Linked DNA regions of Mus musculus: region 2 is linked to region 1. A link is a contact called in public Hi-C data. All regions are on one chromosome and are shown on one strand. The core of a region is the stretch at or near the end of the contact, and the rest is flanking DNA. Distances in the headings are between cores, read along the strand shown. Region 1 has its middle 14 kb from the start of Gm33447. Region 2 overlaps Arhgef28 (Rho guanine nucleotide exchange factor (GEF) 28).

Region 1 (4,677 bases), core at 1,150-3,649:
TATTGTTTAACTGAGCCAGGAAGAAAAACAACGGGGCTAAGACTGGCTTGTCTTGACCTTTGTCATGAATTCCCGGTGTTTATGGCCCTGGGTACCTAGGACCCATGTAAAAGTAGAACTTACAAAAGCCTAAGAACCAGGTCTCCAACTATTTTCTCTTCCCCTCCCCAACAGCATAATTTAAAATATTGAGTGAACAGAACTTACAGTAATGTTTAATTTTATGATTTCAGAATATTTCTAAATTTTTATTATTATTCTTGTGTATATTAGTGTGTGTGTGCACTTGCTTGTGTACTTGTGTGCCTATGTTCAGGTGTTCTTAGCAGACTGTGCACGTAGAGGTCAGGGGATGAGTTTCAGGACTCAGTTCTCACATTCCACTGTGGGATCGGGGCATTGAACTCAGGTCGCCAGGTTTGAGCAGCAAGCCCTTTTTACTGGCTGAACCGCTTCATTGGTCCTCACTTCAAATCGTTTCAAACTCCTTTCAGCTAAATTTGCAGAACAGCACCAACCAAATGATCGGCTTCCTGAAGCCAGGAGTCATAAACGGTAACATGAAGTATGGGCAAAATCATGATAGTGCTAACATGGCCTTGATTTCCCGTTTGGGGTTTGGTAAATTGCATGCTTTACCTTGCGTTAGAGTTAATTTCTATATGTATCGTAATGTTTTCCTGAGTTTGCTGAAAAGATATGTAACAGTGCAGACTTTTTCCACTATGAGAAAAAAAATTGTTTTCCAGCTGCCTTGCATTTCTAGAAATGGAATCGAGCGTAACCACTGGCACCAAATAGTTAGCAGTCTGGCCCCGGGCAGACGGCAGAAGGTGTCTGAACTGCTCCCAGATTGCCGTGGCCAAAGGGCAGATACTAGAATGTGATATTTCTGTGCTCAGAGTAATTGGGCTTGTGGGGAATGCCAACATGGACAGTGCTCAGTGTCAGTCCCCATCCAGAATTCCCACGAACACCCCAATTCCCGCACCTTACCCTGGATTGCTGAGGTGGGGTGGTGTCCTTTTCCAAGAGCAGCCACAGCTTGCTTATCTGCTGTGTGGATAGCCCACTTCACAGCTCATTCACAGCAAACTTAAGGCCAAGCTGGGAGCTTTCCCTTCAGCCCTGTAGCCGCCCACCTCCATACGGCCAGGGAATGCTGAATCTTCAGTGCCAGCAAGCCAGCGTTTATGGAATGCCTGACATGCGGCTGACTTTTTATTAGGTCAAGTTTTCATACAAACCTGATGCTATGAGTGGCATCTTCTTATCTTCCAGATTAGGGAGCCAAGACAGTTGTCTTGGGCACACCCATCAGTCTGCAGTAAGATGCCATCCAGGCTAACCATAGCATTTGATAGTTTGAGTCTTAGAAACTTTCCTAGGCTGAGATGAAGCTGAAATGATTTTTTTTTCCAGGTTAGGTTGGCAAGTGTTAGGCTAGGCTCTTTTCATATTAGACAAGCTAACCATCATGTAATATTTGAAAGGAAGAGAACTAATTCTAATTCAGTTTAACATGTAATTCACAATTTTTATTTGTTTTTTTTCCCATCCATGGAATCCTGCCACCCTGACAATGCTTTTACAACTCTCCTTGTAGCACCTGACTCTCAATTTCATGCCCTTTAAAAATAATCTTAACATTTATATTAAAGACACTTACATTATTCACTTAAGTAGACCACAGCTTCTACGATAAATGTCTATGCATTTCTTTTTCTAAGTTATTATCTTAACTTTAAAATCCACCTTTAGTAAATATGCAGAATAATGGATATCTTTATATTAGTTTCACACTGGTGTATCAGCTGCATTTTGTTTATTCAATAAATTTCAAGATGGAAAACAGAAAAAGAAATAATTTGGGGGCTGGTGAGATGGCTCAGCGGGTAAGAGCACCCGACTGCTCTTCCGAAGGTCCGGAGTTCAAATCCCAGCAACCACATGGTGGCTCACAACCACCCGTAATGAGATCTGGCTTCCTCTTCTGGACTGTCGGAAGACAGCTACAGTGTACTTACATATAATAAATAAATAAATAAATTTTAAAAAAAAAAGATGTTTGGGTTTTTTTAAAAAAAAAAAAAAAAGAAAGAAATAATTTGGAACAAAGTTGGGTAAAGCATCTTTACTGCTAGGTGCTATTCTTATAGGATCGATTATAATGTAGCTAAGTAAATATTTGTACCTATTGCAAATATATATATTTCAGAATACTTTGCCAAAGGAAAGCAATTTCTGTGTATATTACAGAAGGCCCCTTTGTTACTATCTCTATTTAAATCCTATGATGTCATTCCTTGTCCTGCTGTGCATCATCGTTTCCATAGTAACAAGGCAGCAGTGGGAGGGGACAGCCATTGGCTTTTAGGATGGCGGGAATGCATGGAAAGTTCCACCTTCCCTAGCAATGTGCAGATTACTTCAGCGTGTGATAAACAACGCAGAAAGTGACACTGTTCCAGGAAGCAGCTTGTTTGGCTTTCGGAATGTGTCTACTTTCCTGACAGCTTTTCTTCATCTTGTGCTGTCTTTCTTGCCTGCCCTCCTCCCCCAAGACCAAAATAAAATCATTAAAAAACAAAACTCCTGCCTGACGTTCCATGTGACTCAGTGACAGCTGTAGGAGTTTGTGCTGCCAGAGATAGTCCTGGGCAGAGCGCTTGCACAGGCTTAACTGCAAAGTGAATTCGACGCTAGATCTAGTCAATGAGAGCTGTCGGGATGTGACTGAGGAGGGAGGCGTCTCTTTGGAATTGAAAGTCACCTCTCTCTCTCTCTCTCTCTCTCTCTCTCTCTCTCTCTCTCTGTGTGTGTGTGTTCACTTAGGCATTGTTAGAATATTGTAACATACTTAGATACTTGATGTTTTCCATAGATGATCTTAACTCTGAGAAATATGCCATCCTTTCTGGGACACCAAGAAAAGGTTTTCAGATATGCACTCCTACCTTTATGTATTTTCAAAATCAAGTTCTTTAAAAATTTTTATGATTTTATGTTATATGTATGGGCATTTTGCCTACTTCTGTATCTGTGCACCATGTGTGTGCCTAGTGCCTGCAGTAGCCGGAACAGCATTTTCTCTGGACCTGGACCTGCAGTAGGTGTGAGACCCCACATAGCTGCTGGGAATCCAAACCCGGGCCTCTGGAAAAGCACAGTGCTCTTTACTAATGAGTCGTCTCTACGGCCCTGAGCTAGTCATTAATTAAAAACCACTTTTTGTTAATCACTTAAGTATCTTGTACAATATATTGATCATGTTCACCCTCTTCCTCCCAGGTCATCTTCTCTACCCAGATAGCTCCATGTCCTGGTTTTGTTTTTAAAGAGGTATTCTTTTTGAGGTAGTCATTAGAATTAAAAGAACACTGTGGGTATATATATATATGTATATATATATATATATATATGTATATACATATATATATATGTGTGTGTGTATGTGTGTGTGTGTATTTTTTTTGAAAAGAGGAGAGCTGTGTTAAGTATTCATTCTTTGCACACTATGCACATAGTTAGCAATTGGAATAAATGCAAGTGCAGAAACTGTGTTCCTGTAAACCTGAGGAAATATCTGCCTCCCCTCACTTTGAGGCCACATGTGATTGCTCTTCCTAGCCAACCATTGATATTGTCATGGGCATTGTTCTTAGACATTTACCCTCTATGTTCAACTTTGTTGGTCAATGTCAGTAGATCACAGATCAACATTTCAACAGTGATGTGCACCTTCTATGCAGTATGCTGACTACTGAGACAAGAGCTTGGGGTGGGGGGAAGCAGGAGACTCTACAGTTTATCATGCAGCCCTCCCCTAAGCTATGTTAGTACCCTCCTTCCATGGAGGATCTTCAGGCCACCTTCCTCAGGTATCACACCCTGACGTGGGAATTCTTTTCATAAGGTCCGGAGCATCACTTCAGCGGTTCTCCTGCTTCTGATGTATTTACTAAAGCTCAGTGACCCACAGATCTCAAGTTTTCCAGACTCCTCCATAAGAGCAGCCCAGGTAAAAGTTCAGAGCCCCCAGATTCATTTCTGGAGGCAAGATATGACAACTTGAATTTTCAATAGGTTCTTCCATTAATACTGTTATTCCTAATAATCACTGCCTTTTAAATTCATTTATTTATTTATTTATTTATTTATTTATTTATTTATTTAAGATCCTGTCTTACTACATCATCCTTGCTGGTTTGAAATTCATCATGTAGGCAGCTTCAGAGGTTTAGTCACTTATCATCCTACAAGGAGGCATGGCAGCAGGCAGGCAGACATGGTGCTGGAGACAGAGCTGAGAGTTCTACATCTTGATTAGAAGGTAGGCCAGGAAAAGCTGAACTCACAGAGATCTACCTGCCTCTGCCTTCCAAATGCTGGGGATTAAATGTGTACACCCCCCTCCCCCCAACCCATGCTCACTGCCTTTTGAGAAGCCTACCCTAGGGGTCACTGAGGTGCTCAGTGGACAAGGGTTCTGGCCATCAAGGCTGGTGACCTGAGTTCTAACTCAAGAACTCACATGGTGGAGAGAGAAAACTGACTCCAGCAAGTTGTCTTTTTACTTTCAGACATCCATACAAATGCACACATACATTAACACACTCACACACACACACACACACACACACACACACACACACACACACACACATATATAAACAC
Region 2 (4,911 bases), core at 1,600-4,099, 530 kb after region 1:
GTAAGACGCCAATACATGCACATAAGCTCACTACATTGTTTATTCGAGTTGAAACTCGGTTGCAGGCACTGGCAGGGCCTATCAATTTTCTCACCAATCTCTGGATGATGGAGAAAAATCACCTCACCTGCTCTTCTTCTGGGGACATGTTAGGTCTGATTAAGTTTGTCAACATTCTGGCCCAAGGTGGACAGAATCCTTTGTAAGTTTCATCCTGGCCAGGTTGGTTTGGTTTGGTTTGGTTCTGGGTTAGTGCTGATGCAGTCATTTAGCCAAACCCTCTGCAAAACACTTCTGGAATGTGTCTGAACCATGTCACCAAGTTAAACAATGATCTCACTAACAATCTTGAAAATAACTATCCCAGAAGGAGTCTGTCTGTCTGTCTGTCTGTCTGATGAAATCGATGCTTTATGGTGAGCACACTTTGATCTATAATTTAAAAAAGAAATTGAATTTAATCCTGGCCCCATCCTGTCAGTAGGATAATGAGATAGCTACTGGGTCCTTTAAGTTATGGGAAGAGATTGAATCTGGCATATCTATCTATCTATCCATCCTATCTCCTTATCCAAATGTCTACATCTGTCATCTGACACATATAAAGCGGAAATATTTTAATTTTCTGGCAGGAACATTTGTAAAAGATAATCCTTCTATATTTTACCAAGAATCGTAGAAACTACCACAATGCAGTAACTTCTGTAAACTACTTAGAAATTTGTTATGTGTTTGATTGTTATTATTATAGTGTGTGTGTGTACACCTGACGTCAGGAGGGGAGACGCATGCTGCAGCATGCACGTGTGGAGGTCAGAAGACATTTTGTAGAGTTTTTTTCTTTCCTCCCACCTTTCTGTGTGTTCCTTGGGTTGAACAAAACAAATACTTTTACTCACTGAGTCATCTTGTCCACCCCAATTGCCTACTTTTAATGTGAATTTTCCCAGTAGTGTTTGCTCCCAGCTCAGACAATGGAGATTTCAGGTATTTCCTTCCTGTTCATGAAAGTAACCGACTCAAAGCCAGCACAGAACAGAGCAACTCACAAAAGTCAGTCTGCGTTTTCACAGCGCTTTACCTCAGGCTGAGCATCATCTAAGTTTAAAAAACAAAAGCAGGCTGTGGAAATGGCTCAGTAATTAACAGTATCTGGTGCTCTGTCAGAGCTCTGAAGTTTAGTACCTAGGATCTACACTAGGTGACTCCATGGGCCACACACACACACACACACACACACACACACACACACACACACACACGAGTCTTAGTTAAGGGTTTTAATGTTTGGATGAAACACCATGAACATAAGCAAGCAGGGGAGGAGAGTGTTTATCTTGCTTACACTTGAATACCATAGTCCATCATCAAAGGAAATCAGGACGGAAACTCGGACATGTTAAGAGCCACAAGCAAGTACTGGCACAGAAACCATGGAGAGCTGCTGCTTATTGGCTTACTCCTCCTGGCTTGCTTAGCATGCTTTTTCATAGCACACAGGACCACCAGCCCAGGGATGGTCCCGCCCATATTAGACTGGGCCCTCCTACTTCAGTCACCAACCAAGAAAGTACACTACAGGCTTGTTCACAGTCCAATCTTATGGAGGTGTTTTCTCACATATGAGTCCCTCTTCCCAATGACTCTAACATGTGCCAAGCTGATGTAAAACTAACCCCCACAGATATCCCTACACATAAGTAAATGATAAATCTTTAAAAAAGCAAAAACCCAAATACACAAACATAACTCTGTAGGTAGCTGTAATGGTTTGTGTATGTTCAGCCCAGGGAGTGGCAGGATTAGAAGGTGTGGAGTAGGTTTGTCGCTGTGGGTATGGGTTATAAGACTCTCATTCTAGCTGCCTGGAAGGCAGTATTCTGCTAGCAGCCTTCAGATGAAGATGTAGAACTCTCAGCTCCTCCTGCACTGTGCCTGCCTGGATGCTGCCATGTTACCACCTTGATGATAATGGACTGAACCTCTGAACCTGTAAGCCAGCCCCAAGTAAATGTTGTCCTTATAAGGGTTGCCTTGGTCATGGTGTCTGTTCACAGCAGAAAAACAGCTAACTAAGACATTAGCTGAGTGGAGCACTCTACAAAAAGGCTAAATACTCTTTGGAGGATGACCAAACTCTCATGATGGCTGTGGTTTCAGGTCACAGACCTCAGGAGACATCAATAGGCAAGTTCAATTCCTTATACTGTGACCCCCCATTACTACATGCTTGCTAACGGACCATCATTGGATAAAATGATTACCACACTGTCTTCCTTCCCCGCCAGTCTTCAAGTTGATGGCAAGTAGTTTGCATATGTAAAACAAAAACTGCATTATTTTAGGATTCCCGCTGAACAGGAGCATGAAGAAACTAAAAATAGAGGACAGGCTCCATTTGTAATGATCCTGCCAATCTGGACAAACATATATGACTTTTCGGTAGGCATAAATCCATTCCAAGTCAGACATTCAATCCACTCGTTGGAAGTAAACCAGCTTTGAAAACCTTTAGCTTCTATAAAGGGGGGCTGGGGGGGGCTGGTTTTGAATCAGATGGAATAGGTGCCAGGCTTGCATATTCTTGCTGCAAGAATATTCTAAAGACAGAAACATAAGAACATCTATAAAGACCCACTGTATGTATGCCTCAGGGTTTAGGCTCATAGGATTTTAATATTAAATAGATGCATATTTACCATGCTAAAATTAGGAGGAGAGACCCATCCCAGCTAAGCAGTTAACTATAAGCATCCATCTGAACTGACAAGAAGACAGGCTGAAGATGCCGAACACAGGACCCAAAAGCTTCTGGCAAAGCTATCTGCCGTGAAAGCTGCTTGACTTCTCATCTCACGCTACCCCACATCCTGCCATCTGCAAATGTCATGGATTGCCAGGGTAGCAACATGCATACTTTCTAAGACATCCCTAAAACGTGGTTGCTCGCAATTGGGCATGATTGCCCTGAATCCAGGGAAAAAGCACAAAGCCATTTTCCTGCTATGGATTCTCATAACAAGAACTAAGGACAAATCATTCCAGAGTCACTGGAACGGCAAAACTCAGAATCCACAAGAAAGTACTCAGGCTTCCTATTTTATAAAACCACCTCCTCGTTTGGTGTTTTGCATGAAGAGTCTTAAGCACGCAATTCCTGTTGTTTGTTTCTGGTAGATTTATGAGACTCACGGAGGGCAATGCCCTCGATGCAGCAACACACCATTCTTGCATGATTAATTGATGGCAAATCGCTGCACAGGGTGCCAAGATCACTGGTAGGAAGAAGTCATTAAAGAAAATTAAATCTCTGCCAGTGCTTTGCTTGTAAATGTTTCCTCCAAAGCCTTAGAGCACCAGGTTAGGGAAAGCAAATGCAGCCACACCTCCAAGAAAGCGGAGCCTCCTATGTTTCTTCTGCATGATCCCTGGGGTCTGTAATCAAACCAAGCATCTAGCACGCTATGTTTTAGAAAGGAAATCTGGGCAGAGAGTGATGGGGAAAAGGGGGTATTTATATTTGGGGGTTAAAGAAATGGATCAGTGGATAAAGTGCTTGTTGCTCAAGCATGAGAACAAAATTCAGGTCCCCAAGACCCATATAAAAGCCAGGCATAGTGGTATCTCAGTGTTGTGCTTCTTAGTGGGCAATAGGAGGATGCCCAGAGCTTGCTGGTAAGCTAGCCTAGCTGAAATAATGAGATACTTTACAAATATGATGGGGAGTGAGAGAGGAAGACAACAGACTTCAACCTCTGGCCTCTGTATTTGTGCATACATGTGTGTGCATTGTATATATACAGGCATGTAGGCCACATGAACACACATGCACACATACAAAAAGAAAAAAAGAAAAAATGTTGTTTTAGACTTTGAAAAGCTTTACTGTGTAATTGTACAAAGAAAGACTCAGTGTTCTATCTTACATATTGTGAAACTTTTGGGCACCTACAGTTTTTTCTAGGTAAAATCTTCCAACCAAACATTAACATATCAAATTAAATTGAATTAATACTAACTATATATATATGATATTTGACCCATTATCCAAGGAGGGTGATTTATTATGACAAATTAACATCTGCACAGACTTATTTATCATCTTGTCCAAGGTCTGATCACAGTCATTTCCCCTCCTTAGCCAGAATGTGAAATGTGTTTCAGTCTGGCAAAACAGGGGGTATACTTCTACAGATGACAGCACGCTCACTCTGCAGACGGCTCTAATAAGTGTGTGATATTTCAGGCCACATTTTAAGGCTGACAAGCAGAAGGTCGTGCCAGGGAAGTCAGTTCACACTCTAGGAGTGTACTTAGCTAAACAACCCCTAATTGTTTTGCCTGGGGAGAGACACTGGACTGTTAAATAGGATTTAGCAGAAGAAAGGGAGCTTACGACAGTGTTTCACGGATCCTCGGCTAGCCACCCACACTGAATATATTGGTGTTCGCGATATTTTATGTAAAAAAAAAATAATGCTCTGGTGATGAGCTAAGCTGGCTTTGATGGGACAATTCTTACATGGTGAGTTGTTTATGTGTCTTCTCCCTTAAATGGCAGCAGTGGGTTGGTTCCAGGAGGCTCAGCTAACTTAAAGTATTTTATGGAAAACACATTTTAACTTGTTTCCATCTACTACACACGGGCATGTGGCAGTTACATGTATCATGTTCTAAATGAAGAAAAAAAATCACTAATGATGGAAGATGTTCTCTACCATTCTATAGAAATGCTTATACCAAGTTGACACGCAGGGCTGTAGCCAGTTTTGTTTTGTTTTGTTTTGTTTTGTTTTGTTTTGTTTTGTTTTTTAAAGTGAAACATAAATTCAGGAACATATAGTTGAATGTAATTGCCTTATTTGAAAGGAGGAGGAGGAAAGTGGAGGAAGGAGGGAAGAGGGAGAGGAG

What was found. Hi-C and Micro-C count contacts between places; a contact is called where the count stands out from the background.
Region 2: a contact with region 1 is called in a Hi-C map of cortical neurons, with 2.5 times the contacts expected there. The contact joins two enhancer-like sites. A contact is called at or near these places in 7 of 484 Hi-C or Micro-C datasets (bone marrow-derived macrophages, cortical neurons, forebrain and 3 more), 7 of 115 datasets of contacts at active chromatin or transcription factors (the NIH/3T3 cell line, SST interneurons, embryonic basal ganglia and 4 more) and 1 of 9 other capture datasets (embryonic stem cells).

Annotation. Positions count from the first base shown.
Region 1 is chr13:97,388,177-97,392,853 of GRCm38.p6, forward strand. No RefSeq gene overlaps it. Among named protein-coding and RNA genes, the nearest start is that of Gm33447, 14 kb to the left of the region's middle. Within about 2 kb of position 2,400, at least 96 of the 459 cell types and tissues checked have an H3K27ac peak or open chromatin away from gene starts, as enhancers often do. A contact at or near this core is called in cortical neurons and forebrain, where this site is marked.
Region 2 is chr13:97,915,457-97,920,367 of GRCm38.p6, forward strand. The region is part of intron 35 of Arhgef28 (Rho guanine nucleotide exchange factor (GEF) 28); the gene reads right to left. Among named protein-coding and RNA genes, the nearest start is that of Gm34388, 24 kb to the left of the region's middle. Within about 2 kb of position 2,850, at least 14 of the 459 cell types and tissues checked have an H3K27ac peak or open chromatin away from gene starts, as enhancers often do. A contact at or near this core is called in cortical neurons and forebrain, where this site is marked.